2 separate regions of the Ovis aries genome follow, and region 2 is linked to region 1. Evidence: chromatin contacts called from public Hi-C data. All regions are on one chromosome and are shown on one strand. The core of a region is the stretch at or near the end of the contact, and the rest is flanking DNA. Distances in the headings are between cores, read along the strand shown.

What was found. Hi-C and Micro-C count contacts between places; a contact is called where the count stands out from the background.
Region 2: a Hi-C map of hypothalamus shows a contact between it and region 1, with 6 times the contacts expected there. The contact joins two enhancer-like sites. A contact is called at or near these places in 4 of 16 Hi-C or Micro-C datasets (hypothalamus, skin fibroblasts and tail adipose tissue).

The regions. Positions count from the first base shown.
Region 1 is chr1:232,687,616-232,695,230 of ARS-UI_Ramb_v3.0, forward strand. PLCH1 (phospholipase C eta 1) reads left to right here. Exons shown (of 22, transcript XM_060394448.1): 2 at 4,357-4,475. The coding sequence starts at 4,397. Among named protein-coding and RNA genes, the nearest start is that of PLCH1, 34 kb to the left of the region's middle. Within about 2 kb of position 3,691, at least 12 of the 54 cell types and tissues checked have an H3K27ac peak or open chromatin away from gene starts, as enhancers often do. A contact at or near this core is called in hypothalamus, where this site is marked.
Region 2 is chr1:233,010,681-233,018,295 of ARS-UI_Ramb_v3.0, forward strand. No RefSeq gene overlaps it. Among named protein-coding and RNA genes, the nearest start is that of TRNAW-CCA, 52 kb to the right of the region's middle. Within about 2 kb of position 2,706, at least 10 of the 54 cell types and tissues checked have an H3K27ac peak or open chromatin away from gene starts, as enhancers often do. A contact at or near this core is called in hypothalamus, where this site is marked.

The sequences.
Region 1 (7,615 bases), core at 2,441-4,940:
ACTGCAGCCATGAAATTGAAAGACGCTTACTCCTTGGAAGGTAAGTTATGACCAACCTAAACAGCATATTAAAAAGCAGAGACATTACCTTGCCAACGAATGTCCGTCTAGTCAAGGCTATGGTTTTTTCAGTGGTCATGTATGGATGTTAGAGTTGGACTATAAAGAAAGCTGAGTGCTGAAGAATCGATGCTTTTGATCTGCGGTGTTGGAGAAGACTCTTAAGAGTCCCTTGGAGAGCAAGGAGATCCAACCAGTCCGTCCTAAAGGAGATCAGTCCTGGGTGTTTATTGGAAGGACTGATGTCGAAGCTGAAACTCCAATACTTTGGCCACCTGATGCGAAGAGCTGACTCATTTGAAAGACTCTGATGCTGGGAGGTATTGGTGGCAGGAGGAGAAGGGGATGACAGAGGATGAGGTGATTGAATGGCATCACTGACTCAATGGAAATTAGTTTGGGTGAACTCCGGGAGTTGGTGATGGACAGGGAGGGCTGGCGTGCCTGCGGTTCATGGGTTTGGGAAGAGTCAGACATGACTGAGCAATTGTACTGAACATGATTCCTGTCTGCATCCATACTTGGCTTCTTTTATTTCTTGTTGCTTCTTTAGAGTTTTTGGAGTTGAGAGATTCTGAGTAGAGTTGATTATAATTTCTTATTCAAATCACATATGTAGTTCTGTAGAAATATGTTTATTCATATGGCTAGAATGTCACAATATATTAGTAAGTTATCAAGTGAAAAAAAGCCTTCAAAAAATAGAATATAGTTTTTGTTTTTTAAAAAGACCACCGTGTCCATGGCAGTTGTCTTTGGCTGATAAGTGATACCACTATATAAGTTCTTTTTTGATTTTTCTACTTGCTTCAAGCACTAAAAATGGATAAAAATAAATTGTTAAAGATAAATACACACATATAGACATTTTCTGTGACTTTCCCATCCACTATAAAAAATTTAGATAAACCGTTTTTCAAAGGCAGAATTTGAAACTAGTTTTAATGAGTTGTTTCTTTAGGTGATATTCCTTAGTCACTGCCAATTATTAATTTTTTAATAAGGATTGGCGATTTAAATGTTCTATAGAGTTCCAAATGTAACATATATTAAATAGCAAATATTAAATCAATGAAAGTGTATTTTAGTGGCAATTTTCACCCATTATGTTCACACAAATGGGATCACAAAACCCTCAAAAGACTCCTGCTTTGGGACTGCTGAGCCTGGAGTTCCTGCTAGCTTTCTTGAGGAGCTAGCAATGTGGTCTTGCAAGTTACACCTACTTTCTGAGCTACACCTACTTTCCTTCTGGCTACACTGCATGAGATTTGGCTGAGCTGGTTTCTAAGGTCCCTTTCAATTACTTCTTCCTCAGTGAGCACCCGGCCTCTGGCTCAGCTAATTCTGGTTGTGGCTAAGGTTGGCATTGTTGCATAGCGGTTGTTCCCCCTGCCTCTGCCCTACTGACTCCATTCATTACCTCTGCCTCCATTACCTCTCAATTTTGAAATCATTTGCTCTGACTCTGAAAGCCAGAGCGGGCACTTCCTTCAGTCTCAGACTGGAGGGAATTCAGGAAGTGGGGTGTATGACGAAGGCGTCACTCATGTTTACCGAGGGCCTGTAGTGTGTGTACAACTCAGAGGCAGCTTACTATCTGCTCTGCAGCAGCAAACAGATGCCAGGGGAGGTAAGACATGCCAGTAATTAACCAAAATAGGGGACACACAGCCTGGTGACCGTAGTGTTCAATTACTTATCTTTGTGTTCTTGTTTAATCATTTAAACTGAGTCCCCTCTTAAAAACACCTACCCAGCAGAGCATGTCATCCAAACATACAACTTTAAGTCCCACTGCTACGCAACCACCCTAGCAGCAGAAGTGAGTCACTCACTGCAAGGTCCTCATCTCTGCCTGCATCTGATTAAAAGGAAGGGCCAAATGAGGTCAGGTAAGTGTGTGTATGTTTTAACTATGTACAAATGTGCCTTATTTTTTTTTCATCTTCCCATCCCACTAATCTTTCTTGGATTAAAAATGAACAGAGAGGGCAAAATGAAGACTGAAATAAAAAATAAAAAAGAATAAAAGAATAAAACAAAAATAAAGAATAAAAACCCAAATCATAAGATCAAGTTAGTAAGGAAAAATTAGCATGAATACAGACAGAGCTCTCCTTAATTCTGGATAACCTAAAATATTTCTAATATAAATCATGAATATACTTGTAGGAAATAGTTACTACTGGTATTACTGAAAAGTATTTCTAGTTTGTAAAAAAAAAGGTATTCTTATTAAAAACATAGTATATACATATATACAAAACTGAATGCATGGATATATATAGAAATGAATATGCTGTGCTTAGTTGCTCAGTCATGTCCAAAACTTTGTGATCCCATGAACTGTATTATGCCAGGCTTCTCTGTCCATGGGGATTCTCTAGGTAAGAATACTGGAGTGGGTTGCCATGCCCTCCTCCAGTGGAGCTTCCAGGTCAAACCCAGGTCACCCTCATAGCAGGTGGATTCTTTACCATTTGAGCCACCAGGGAAGCCCCGAAATGAATATATGTATAAATAAGTAAACGCATAAAAAGACTGGAAAGACGCACACCAAGCCAGAGTTATCATTCCAGGAAAGGGACATGAAATGAGGCAAGTGGGGATTTTTGGATGAAAATATTTTTGATGTATTTCAGTACTGAGTTTAAAAAAAATTGGTGAGTATAGCTAACTATATAGCTAGAATACTTAAAAAAAATCTTTGTAGTAGGGCGTATTGGGTGGGGAGAGGGCACGGAGGGTTGTCTCTATGATCGTTTGTTTTCTGTCCTATTTTACAGTTGGTTGCATGGGTGATTTTATCTTGGTGGGATGGGACTCATCTTCAGCCTGAGGGAGTGGGAGAAGCAGCCAGGTTTAGCCAAGTGTCTATGTGCTTAGTCCCTTAGTTGTGCCCGGCTCTTTGTGACCCTTTGGACTGTAGCCGGCCAGGCTCCTCTGTCCATGGGATTTTTCAGGCAAGAATACTGGAGTGGTTTGCCATTTTTCTCCTCCAGGGGATCTTCCCAACCCAGGAATCAAACTCTTGTCTCCCACGTCTCCTGCATTACAGGCAGATTCTTGACCCGCTTAGTCTTTACAGAAGTCAGGTGGGGGTGAGGTTAGAGGAAGTGGGGAGTTGGGAGAAGAAAATCATTTGCTCTGACTCTGGAAGCCAGAGTGGGCACTTCTTCCTGGAGCCAGAGAAAAGGTAAGTGAGATTGTGGTTAGGGGAGGGAGGAAGAATGAACATCAGGGAGCCAAGGAGAAGCTCTGGCAAGAGCTTTAGGAACCTCTACTAGTTGTGGTTCCATTAATGAATAGGCACAGCTCTGGTCATTTATTTTCATCAGCACTTACTGACTGCCTTTACAAAAGTCTAGATTGCTTTAATAGGACAGATGACAAATTGTGACCCACCTGTGGGTTTTCCTTCATGCCAGCCTTGCTTGGTTTTCCCTGGCTTTATTTTGTGATCAGAAAAGGAGTTGGAATTCTGAAAAGTTGCTTTCACCAAATGCTGGGAACAAAGGGAACCTTGTTATGCACACAGCTTTTGGAGGCGTTTAATTCATCAGCTCTGCCTTTCAAGTCCTTGCTCTGGTTAGCACTGTGTTTCTCTGTCTGTGGAGGGGCAAACCTTCTGGAGAAGCCAGATGCACTGCTTGTGTACTCGGCTCTGGTTATACAAGTAAGCTCAGTCTGGTCAGAGGCAGGCCCTAGTGGTCTTAAGTGGCACCCATAGTGAGTCCAGAAGAGGGAGACGAGCTTTGCTACTGTTTGCCTAACCCCTGGCTACATGGACACATTCCAATTTCTAAGATCTCCATGGACGGATCATAAATGTAGTCCTCCAGAGTGGTGGTGACTTAAAAAGTCGGGGACTGGGAATGACAGTCACCCTGCTGTTATCACCTTCCCTCCTGCAGTTGACCTTTCCTGAAAAGCGACCAGCACGGGCTGGTTTGAGTCCTGGCTAAGTGGGCGAGGCCTGGAGCACAGAAACCAGTCTTGAAACTTGTTCCCTGGTGGTGGATTGGTTTTCCCCCAGGACAGCGGTAACTTTGAGCCCTGTAAGGCGCTATTAGAAAAAGCTCCAGCGATGGTGTGTTAAAGGACCTTCTGCTGGGTGGGAAAACTTTGGGGGAATTTCTTGGGGCGCTGGGGGGTACCAGCTCCCCGTGTGGAGGAGGCGGGAGCCCTGTGTACTGTCCCCAAAGCCCTGGGGATTGAAAGCATCAGGCGGCCAGTGTGGGCATGTGGCTGCCGCTTTCTTCATTTTTTGTCTCCTTCTGTTTCCCTTGACAGGGCAATTTAGTTTGGATGCTGTGCCAGCAATCTTCTGACAATGAGCTACTGGAACTTGGAGAAAAGCAACTGTGTGCAGTACCGCAGGCATTTTCTGGTGGACAACAGTCCGTTTCATGGTGAGTTGCCTTTTCTGCTCCTGTAGTTGGATCTTTTGTTTCTCACAGCACTTTTATTCCAGCACTCCGGATGCAAATGTGGTATAATTATTGGGTTGAACCAAGAGCTTGAGTTAACTTGCTGATGAAAAATTACCCAAGAAGCCCCGCAGGACTCCTTGCCCACAGTTGGAATCGGCATGCCTCACCTCAACAACCATAACCGCATCATCACTTTCTACGTTGAAAGTTAGTTTATGTCAGGGCCTTTCCTCCTCTTCCATGCTATCAACTCCGGTCATAATCCTTCCTCTCTGATGTTTGTAATTTGAGGGGCTAGACCCACAGGTAGTATTCAGTTAATACTGGTGGATCATCAATCAGCCTGGTGTGTGCGTTCCATCAGGTACCGTACAAAACAGAACAGGTCATGGCATGTAACCGTAACAGGGTGGACGAGCGCAGCTGTAAATCAGAATGGTCAGCATTAGTCATTTTCATGTAACAGGGTGGACGAGTACGGCTGTAAATCAGAATGGTCAACATTAGTCATTTTCATGTAACAGGGTGGACAAGTGCAGCTATAAATCAGAATGGTCAACATTAGTCATTTTCATGACAAACTAAGAAGAATTGCCATTACCCTGCTGCTGTATTTGTCTTACGATAGACAGTTAGGGGTAAGCTCTGTCAATCCTGATATCAGGATTCCTTTGGGTGAAATTGACTCAAGAGACGCGTGTGTTGGCGGGATTTTGGGAGTGATCTCCATCAAGAGCTAGTGGAACTGTAGCGAGAAGACAGATTTCATGAGTAGAGTGCTGCTGAACAGAATCCTTAACCTAACCTGCCTTCTACTTTGTCAGTTTGGTTTTTCTTCCTCAAGTTAGTGCAGACATAATGTTTTTTATTGCTTTAGATTAACTTCAAGATAAACTTAACTCTACTTTGTCAAAGCATGCTTTGCCATGTTTTTTTCACGTTCATTATACCACCTTGCTATGGAACTTTGCTCGTTAGCTGCTAAGTCACTTCAGTCATGTCTGACTCTGTGAGACCCCATAGACGGCAGCCCACCAGGCTCCCCCGTCCCTGGGATCCTCCAGGCAAGAACACTGGAGTGGGTTGCCATTTCCTTCTCCAATGCATCAAAGTGAAAAGTGAAAGTGAAGTCGCTCAGTCGTGTCCGACTCTTAGCGACTCCAAGGACTGCAGCCTACAGGCTCCTCCACCCAGGGGATTTGCCAGGCAAGAGTACTGGAGTGGGGTGCCATTGCCTTGGATGCCATCATTTACAGGTCAAGAAAGGGAGGAAGAGAGGAAAAGACCAGCCCAAGTTGGCATAACCAGTTATTAGCAAAGTCATAGCTAATATTTTAGCCTCTACCCAAGGCTGACTCTCTCTCAGCATGGTATCAGTGAAGACCTCTTAGCAAAGGAGATGAAAATATTGTAACTTAACTCTTTGGCACCGAGTTCTGTTTTGTTTTCCTGTGAGCCTCATCTAAGGACCCTGTTCCTAGCTTCATCTCTCACACAGTGTTTGCTGTTAAAAATTTACAAATTTGTTTGCTGTTACAAAGTGTGGTTGGTGTTTTCTGTTACAAATTTACTTGTAATAAAAAAAATATGATAATCAAGGAAACACAGGAGTTAGAAAAATTGTGTTCTTTTTCCAAGTTTTGTGCCAGTTTTGAAAAAGTTCAGGTTTTATTCATTTGTTATTTTAGAATACGTTTGTCTAGACATCTAAAGGCTATAACAACTTAAAATAATTTTCTATGTATTTTTATAGTTGTGTTACCACTGAGTGAATTACCGTATTGCTGGTAGTTATGCTGATGGCTTGAGAAACACAGTCCTACTGAATCCTTTTAACACCTTTGCCATAGTTATTATTCATCCCACTTTATGGATGGGGAAAGAGGTTTGTGGACCGTTGCAAAGTGGTGATCTAAAATCAAATTCATATCTGCTTAACTCCAGAACCCCACTGTTTTCTTCCAGGCTCCATCTCCATTTTAATAGAGCAATTAACACTCTGAGAGGTTGAAGTTCTATTCAGCAGTGTTTGCTCCGCTATTAACTAACCGTATCTGATCTTGACCAAGTTATATAATCTTTCAGATCTCAGTTTTCTCCCCTGTGAAATGAGTGTGCCGTTCTCCATAAATTTTTAGGTTCTTTCCAGTTCTAGGCTCCAAGATTCCACTGAAGTATTTCTGAGGATTACGCTTGTATGTGTTCCGTGAGCTGTCTTGTTCTCTAAACGTGAGATACACAAGGGGGCAGCAGAATACTTAAAATATGAGTTGGTTCCTTCTTACACTGACGAATTACTCTTTTGAGAGGATTTAGAGATAGCAAATCTTCTCAAGATTAAAAGGATTAAAACCAATTAGAGTTATGTTTGCTTCATTTATAGTAAAGGAGTAGCCTTAAGTATTTCTGATAGTATAAAGTATCATTTTGGATCTCTGTGCCAAAGTCTGTGTAATTCAGGAAAGTATGATGCTTCTGCTCTTGCTGAACATTTACTTCTGCAGAAAAGTAATGCCTGTGAAGACAGAAGTTTATTTAACTTAATGGAGAATTGTGAGGATTCTTAGTATATTTTAAGCCAAGGGAGCACTAGTGATATCATTTTTATAGACAATGTCTGAACATTTCTGAGAAAAGACAGGGGACAGGACGTGTTGAGTTAGAAAGGTCAGATTTCTTTTAGAGGAGCTTCTCCAGGTCTGCTGGTAACTCTCCTTACAAAACCAAGGCAAACAAAAAGAAACAAAACCCCATTCATTATAAACAGAAAAGAACCATTTCCTCTGCAAGATAATAGACTTTTGGAATATGCATACTTAAGTAGTATTCCCAGGAGAAAAGAACCACTTTAAAATGAGGACTAGGTGGGCTGCCCTGGTGGCTCAGTGATAAAAACTCCACCTTGAATGATGGAGATCTGGGTTGGGAAGACCTCCTGGAGGAGGGCATGGCAACCCACTCCAGTATTCTTGCTAGGAAAATCCCATGGATGGAGAAGCCTGGCAGGCTATGGTTCATGGGGTCGCGAAGAGTGGGATACGACTAAAGCCACTCAGTTTCAGTTCAGTAGCTCAGTCGTGTCCAACTCTTTGTAACTCCATGGACTGCGGCATGCCAAG
Region 2 (7,615 bases), core at 1,456-3,955, 320 kb after region 1:
CCTTGCCCTTCAACACATTTCCCTGAAAGCCACTGAGGAGTTCAGGTCTTTTGACCACTAGCTGCCCTGCCTGTTCTCCTTGCTCGGCTCTCCATGGGGTGCCTTGTAATAAACACTGTGCTTTTCTTCACCACAACCTAGCGGCAGTAGATTGCCTTCACGGAGCACTAGCAGACCCAAGTTTGGTGCAATAAGAAAATGAACTTGTTGTCTTATTTTTAACATTGCCTTACCACCTTGGGGGCTTCCCTCGTGGCTCAGATGGTAAAGAATCCGCCGGTAATTTGGGAGACCCAGGTCTGATTCCTGGGTTGGGAAGATCCCCTGGAGAAGAGAATAGCAACCCACATCAGTATTCTTGCCTGAAGAATCCCATGGACAGAGGAGTCTGGCAGGCTACAGTCCATGGGGTTGCAAAGAGCCGGACATGACTGGGTGACTAACACTTTAACTGCCACCTTGGGAAGGTTCCCCTTTCCCCCTCAGCACCCTTGTTGGTAAAACTGAGTTGACCCCTAAGATAGCACTCAGGTGGAGTTTAGGCAACGTGCTCTCAGGCAAAAGCATTTTATCCACTGTATAGTGCTACAGGAATATTATTAAGTTCGGATGGAACTAGGGATAGTGGGGAAGAGAGAGACATGGCAGGCATGGGGAGGCCAGAACCTAAATGGAGACAAACATAAGAAGCGAGATGACCCAGAGCAGGGCAGTGGCCACGGAAGGGGCTGCTCCTGATCTCATAGTGACTGAATGAGACTGAGGCAGAGGGAGCCTCTCTGGGGAGACGCTGTCCTCACTAATCTGTTCAATGTGAGTGAACCTGATGGACTTTCAACTCTGGACAGATACTTATGAGAACCAGTCTGCCATCATGTTCATTAACAAGCCAGGCAACACTGGCAAATGACTGTGTTTTTCCAAGTTCCTAGCAATTGGCTGTGAAGCAACACGGGAGCTCCCACCATTGGCAAGTTACAGGTGGGAGTGTGCCATCTGTCTGGAATAGAAAGCTGGCTGCCTTCCTTCTCTAGACCCTTGGAACCTCCCCACCCAGTAGTCCACTTCGCCTTCCTTAACAGAGTTGGAAGTTTTGGTATGTGCAGTTTGATATGTCCCTTTAAAAAGGATGTTTCAAATAGAGACTATGCTCTAGTGAAGATGTATATATCAGATTATAATATCAGAGAGTGGTAGAGGACACTAGAGACCGCCTAATCCAAGTCCCACACTTTGTAGGTAGGGACTCAGGTTGACAGTGATTCTCCATCTGACCTGCCCTATGGGGGTTGGCATCATTTCATCTTTTCTCCACACCCACTCTGACTGCCTAAATAGTCTGTAATTAGGGTGTATCTTCAGCCGTAAAGTTGACTTCATATCTGTTTATCAAAAAGGATGGGCTCTCCTGGTGGTTCAGTCGGTAAAGACTCCCCTTGCAGTGCAGATAGGGGTTTGATTCCTGGGTCAGGCAGATCCCTTGGAGGAGGAAATGGCAGCCCATTTCAGTATTCTTGCCTGGAGAATCCCATGGACACAGGAGCCTGGTGGACTACAGTCCATGGGGTTGCAAGAGCCGGACAGGACTTAGCAACTAAACCACCATCACCACCATCAAAAAGAGTTATGAGTTTTCTTATTATTTTTAAGGTTTGTTGTACTAGTTCATTGAACTCTTGATTTGTGTGTGTGTGTGTGTGTGTGTGTGTGTGTGTGTGGTTTTTCCCAGCTGTGTTGGGTGATCTGGTTCACTGCAAATCCCAGTTTTTGGGAAAGAGAGCAGACACACTCCAACAAGCTCAGTGAAAGGCTAATAACTGCACAGCCCCAAGGGTGACCATTAGTTTCTAGTCACTTCAATTTTATCACAATCTTATTTTCGTATTTGACTAAGTTTCACTCATTTTTAAATTTCAAGTTCAAACTCCCTTGAAGTTCTCTTCCCTAAGCCCCCAGAGGTCATCCCTGTTGATTTTCATGGCTGTGCGTGTGTGTAGGGAGGAGCATGGTCTGTCCTTTATAAGCCGCACATCTCCCACCCACCCCCCCAATCTCCAGCCAAGCCCTCCAGTCCCTGTGACAGAGGGAGGGCGAGGCCCCTGGGCAGACTCTTCTCTGGCTCATCCAGGCTGTCCTTTCTGGTGCAGTCTTCCTGGGGCTGGGGTTCAGGGTCGTCCTGGTGAGCATGGCTGCTGCAGGACTCCCTCCTCTGGAGCTCCCCACTCTGCCTGGGAGAGCCAACTCCTGCTATGCACCCTCACCCCGCCCCTCAGACCCTCCGAGGACTGCCCAGCCCTGGCCCCTGTGCTGGGTTCTGCGCAACGCCCGCCTACCCCGTACCCTCCCCCCACCCAGCTGGTGCACATTAGGCTGAGGATTGAGGAGGCAGTATGAGTTCAGCTACCATCTGAGGTGACCACCGCATCCTCGCGGAACCCTGGCACCCTTGCCATGGCCATCAGAGGGGTGTGGGCTGCTCTCCTGCCGCCCCTCCCCAGCCCAGGCTCTGGACCTCACCTCTTGCCTTCTGCTGGGGATGGATCAGCAGGTCAGGGGCTAAGCAGACATGGGCGATGGTATGGACTGCCCTCCTCTCTCTCTTGCAGACACCCCATCTTAGCAAGGGAGTCTCTTGGGGGTTCTCCCCTACAGTGGACCCTGGGGAGGGTCAGCACAGCCTGTCTCCCCACAGGAAGTCTTTGTTTCTCTCCATGGACGCTGACAGACTCCCTGCCTCTTCTTTTCTAATCTGAGTCGGGGCGGGGGGTGCTCTTGGAGCTCAGCTTGGTTTTGGGAACCCTCAGGAAGCCTGCAGGTCCTGCTCCAGCTGCAGATGTCCTCAGCTCTGTGAGCTAAGAAGGGGCCTTTTGCGCCTTTGTTCTTGGTTTTGGCCCTTTGCTCAAACGTCTGGAAAACAATCCCTCTTGACAGCCTGCTCTGTTCTCTGCCAAAGAGTGCAATCGTGACCCCTGGTGGTTCAAGGCAAGAAGTGCAGTCCAAAATGCCACATAGACCAGCATATAGTTCAGAGGTACAGGTTTTAGTTTTAATTAGCAAAAATGTCAGATTTTTCTCTAGGCCTTCTATTACTGCATAAAGAGCTAAATTTTCTTTAAGAAGTTACTTTTTGTGTTTTTAATGCTAAATGAAAATTTCCAAAAATAAGATTTTCAGCATAAGTTGAAAAATAGCTAACCACATTTGTTTGATTATTTTAATTTTAATTATTATTTACTTATTAATTATCCAAAAACTCTGTAGCTAGGTCATCTGGTTGGATCAGTGAGTGGCCAGGGAAGGCCAGATTCCAAGGCTTCTGATACAGGGGGTTCAGTTCAGTTCAGTTCAGTCGCTCAGTTGTGTCCAACTCTTTGCGACCCCATGAATTGCAGCACGCCAGGCCTCCCTGTCCATCACCATCTCCCGGAGTTCACTCAGAGTCACATCCATCGAGTCCTTGATGCCATCCAGCCATCTCATCCTCGGTCGTCCCCTTCTCCTCCTGCCCCCAATCCCTCCCAGCATCAGAGTTTTTTCCAATGAGTCAACTCTTCTCATATACCCTAAAGCCAGCACAAGTCATTCTGATCCCCAGCTCCCCCAATTTTGTGGTTTAACTGCATGGTAAGTGTACCCCAAACTGTGCTCGAGAGTAACAGACCCCCTCATTACAAGGGCCCGAATGACATTCTTTAAAGTTCATGTAATGGTAGGCTAATTATTTTGGCACCGGTGTCTACCTGGAACACACAAGCCAGTTGTCAAACTAACCCTTTAGCAATGATGCAAAATTCCTGCAATGATGCAGGATTATAGAAATAATCAATCCAGAGGATTTCAACAGAAAACAAACTTACTTTCAGTAGTGGTTAAAAATCAAAGCACCAGGCTTCCCGAGTGGCTCATGGTAAAAAGAATCCTCCTGCCAGTGCAGGAGACACAGGTTTGATCCCTATATCGAATGCAAGTTCCGTATCCAGGAAGATCCCACATGCCGCAGAGCAAGGAAGCACGTGGGGCACAGCCATTGAGCCCGTGCTCTACAGCCCGGAAGCCACAACTACTGAGCCCATGTACCCCAACTATGAAGCCTGTGTGCCCCAGAGCCTGTGCTCCTCAGCAACAGAAGCCACTGCAATGGGAAGCCCCGCTCTCTGCAACTAGAGAAAAACCCGCACAGCAACAAAGACCCTGCACAGCCAAAAATCAATCAACAAATAAGTAAAATTATTAAGAGAAAAAGAAAACCCAAAGCACCATGACTGCTCACAGACAGAGTGGGGAGGATGTTTCCAGTCTTCTGAGCACATGGTGTTTAATCACAGGATCATTTCCTATGGCCCAATGTTGGGGAACCTGTTGGACCAGACAAAACCTCCTTTATTTCATGACCAAAGAGTCTAAAATGTTTTTATTTTAAACTGACTTCATTCACTTTTTACAGACATATTAATACATGCTTTTTGGGTGACAGGGGAAATAGTAAAAAAAAAAATGTTGATGGGAGGAAGTAATTTAGAAAATTACTTCTTTATGGGGTATAAGCAATAATTTTGTTAAAGGACTTTTCTGCAAAATTAAAAAGATAGACATCTGGTTTCATGGTGGCTCTAATTTCCCAAATCTCTAAAGTGAAGCATAAATGGAATCAGGAAGCCTCATGGTCATGGAGATAAAGCTGTTGATCTTGAAGCAGAAGCAGCTGAGTAAAGGTCATCCAGCAAGCAGGTGAGCAGGAAGTAAGGACCTAGACAGATGCTTGGAAGCTAATTATTTAGGGACAGTGTGACTGACCATTGTGATGTTTCTGAGTTCCCACATTACACCAGACATTGCTTTAATGCCCTGCTATGTGGGGTCCCTAAATAACCTCTTTGGAAAGAGATCTGATCTTATGGACGGCTTACAAAGACCTGTTGTTTAGTTGCCAAGTTGTGTCCGACTCCTTATGACTTCATAGACTGTAGCCCGCCAGGCTCCTCTGTCCATGGGATTCTCCAGGCAAGAATACTGGAGTGAGTTGCCATTTTCTACTCCAGGGGATCTTCCTGACCTAGGGAATGAACCCACGTCTCCTGCATTTGTAGGTGGATTCTTTACCACTGAGCCGTGACTTTCAGGGTATTTTCCTTTGCTTTGTTTGGCTGATGCTCAGTATTCCACAGTTATAGATTCAATCTTTCATCTTATGTGTACGTGTGTGTGTGTGTGTGTGTGTGTGTGTGTGTGTGTGTGTGTGTGTGTGTGTTTGCTAGGGCCTGCTTCTGCAGGCTCCATACTGTGTAGCTTCTATAGGAAGACCAGAGTGCTTCTTAAACTAGGGCAGGGCCTGGTCCTTCCATAGAGACCCATCTGAATGGCTTGGGCTGCCATAACAAATTACCTCAGACTGGGTGGCTTAAGCAATACATATTTATTTTCTTATGGTTCTGGAGGCTAGCAGTCCGCAGTGGACTAAATGTTTGGGTTCTCTCCAAAATTCTCAGGATGAAACTCCAATTGCCATATGATGGTGTTTGGAGATGGAGCCTTCGGAGGGCGTCAGGTCATGAGAATGGCGTTCCTTTGTAGGTAGAAGCCAGAGAGCTAGCTAGCTGTCTCTCTACCCTGTGAGGCTGCTGTGAGAAGTTTGCAGCCAACCCAGCCAAGTGCCCCCAAGAGATCTTACTGGCACAGTGACCCCTGCTTCTGGCTGGTGAGACTGGAGAGCCTTCTCTGAGAAAGGGAACCAGAGCAGAAGCCAGAGCAGGCTTCCAGTGCGTGCGATGCTTTGCTTTCAGAGCATGAGAGTTCGGGGCCCTGGGGACTCAGTGGGGGTTCTCAGAGTCCACTGAGACTGGGTCCCTGGGAAAGAGACTATTGGCTCCTTACCCTCTCCTTCTTTGGTGCCACCTTCTGCCTGAAAGCTTTTCTCCTTCTGGCTGGCAGGTACTCAGGCCATCCCTACATGCCTTTCCTCCTGAGTGCCTTGGGGGGCTTCTCCCTGGAGCATCACTTTTGACCACCAGATCCACTGCAGGCTTTGGGCCCCAAGTGTGATTATTTTGTCACAACCTCTCTGGTCCTGCCCAGACCCAGCCCAGCCCTCCCTTTCTGTGCAGCCAGATGCAACTCTGCCCACCTGTCCCAAGCTGGTTCTGCTTGAGGTTGAACAGTTGCTGTGTCTTGTCACTCCCTGATAGCTCTTCACTCAGATGCTGTGGAGTCCTCAGCTCTTGTAGTCTGGACCATTCCTGGGAACATTTAGAACCTGAGGAAGCAGGAAGAGAACACAAGGACATTGACATCACAAATCCTTTTTGGAAAGTAGAGTCAGTAAGATAATAAATACAGAATTAAAAAAAAAAAATCAAGACATAGGCGGACACTTTCCCAGTGAGGAAACAGTACAGAAGCAAGGCTGGGCCTTTCAGGAGATGCATTTTGCCCTCTTCATCATTATGTCAAACTCAGACCAGAGGACCCTTTATGGCAGGCTCGGGAGGAAACATAAGGTGAGAGGCTCCATTTTCAAATGGCAATAACAACAATAACATCAGTAGCAGCTGAGATTTCTTGAGTCTTTTGTGCCAGGCACAAAGTACTTTGTGTGTATGGTCTCATTTAATCCTTAGAACAATACCATGAGACACATACTGGTAATATTCCTTTTTTATCAGATGAAGATGTGGTGATGTGGTGCTTAGCAGGTTACATGGCTTATTTGTGCAACTCACAGCTCACTTCCAAACCTGGCTGCCCATTGGGTGTTGAAGTGTGTACTGGGATGGAGTGTCTCCCACAATTCACGTCCACCTGGACCCTCAGACTGTGACCTTACTTGCAAACAGGGTCTTTGCAGATGTAGTTAGTTAAGATGAGGTCATGCTGAGTTAGGGTGGGCCCTAAATCCAGTGACGGTGTCCTTGTAGGAGGCCACATGATGACACAGAGACACACAGAGGAGGCAATGAAGACGGAGCAGAGCTGGGAGGGTTGCATCTCCAGGCCAAGGAAAGCCAGGGGTTGCTGACGGCCACCGGAAGCTAGGAGATCTTGGAGCAGATTCTTCCTCAGAGTCTCAAGAAGGAACCAACTGTGCCAACAGCTTAGCTGCTAATGTCTAACCTCCACAACTGTGAGGTAATATATTTTTGTTGTTCTAAGCCAACTGATTTGTGGTTCACTAGGAAAATAATACAATGGCTAAATGGTTAATTTCCCATATTATTTCCTAACTGTCAAAAAGATAATGGGTTTCCAGGTACTCTTCATCTTCCTTCATTTCAAAGTCGCGGATATGTTGATTTGATAAGGCTTATTTTAACCCAGATTCATTTCCTGCCTTCGATTTCCTTGGTTTAATTATGTGGCAGTGTGCCATCTAGTGGCAGTAAGTGAGAATGCATGCCATTTTTGGAAATGGCTTGAAGATATTGGTTTCCCAGGTAGCTCAGTGGTAAAGAATCTGCCTGCCAATGAAGGAGATGCAAGAGACACAGGTTCCATCCCTGCATTGGGAAGATCCCCTGGAGAAGGAAATGGCAACCCACTCCAGTATTCTTGCATGGGAAATCCCATGGACGGAGTCCCTGGTGGACAACAGTCCCTGGGGTCACAAAGAGTAGCGCATGAC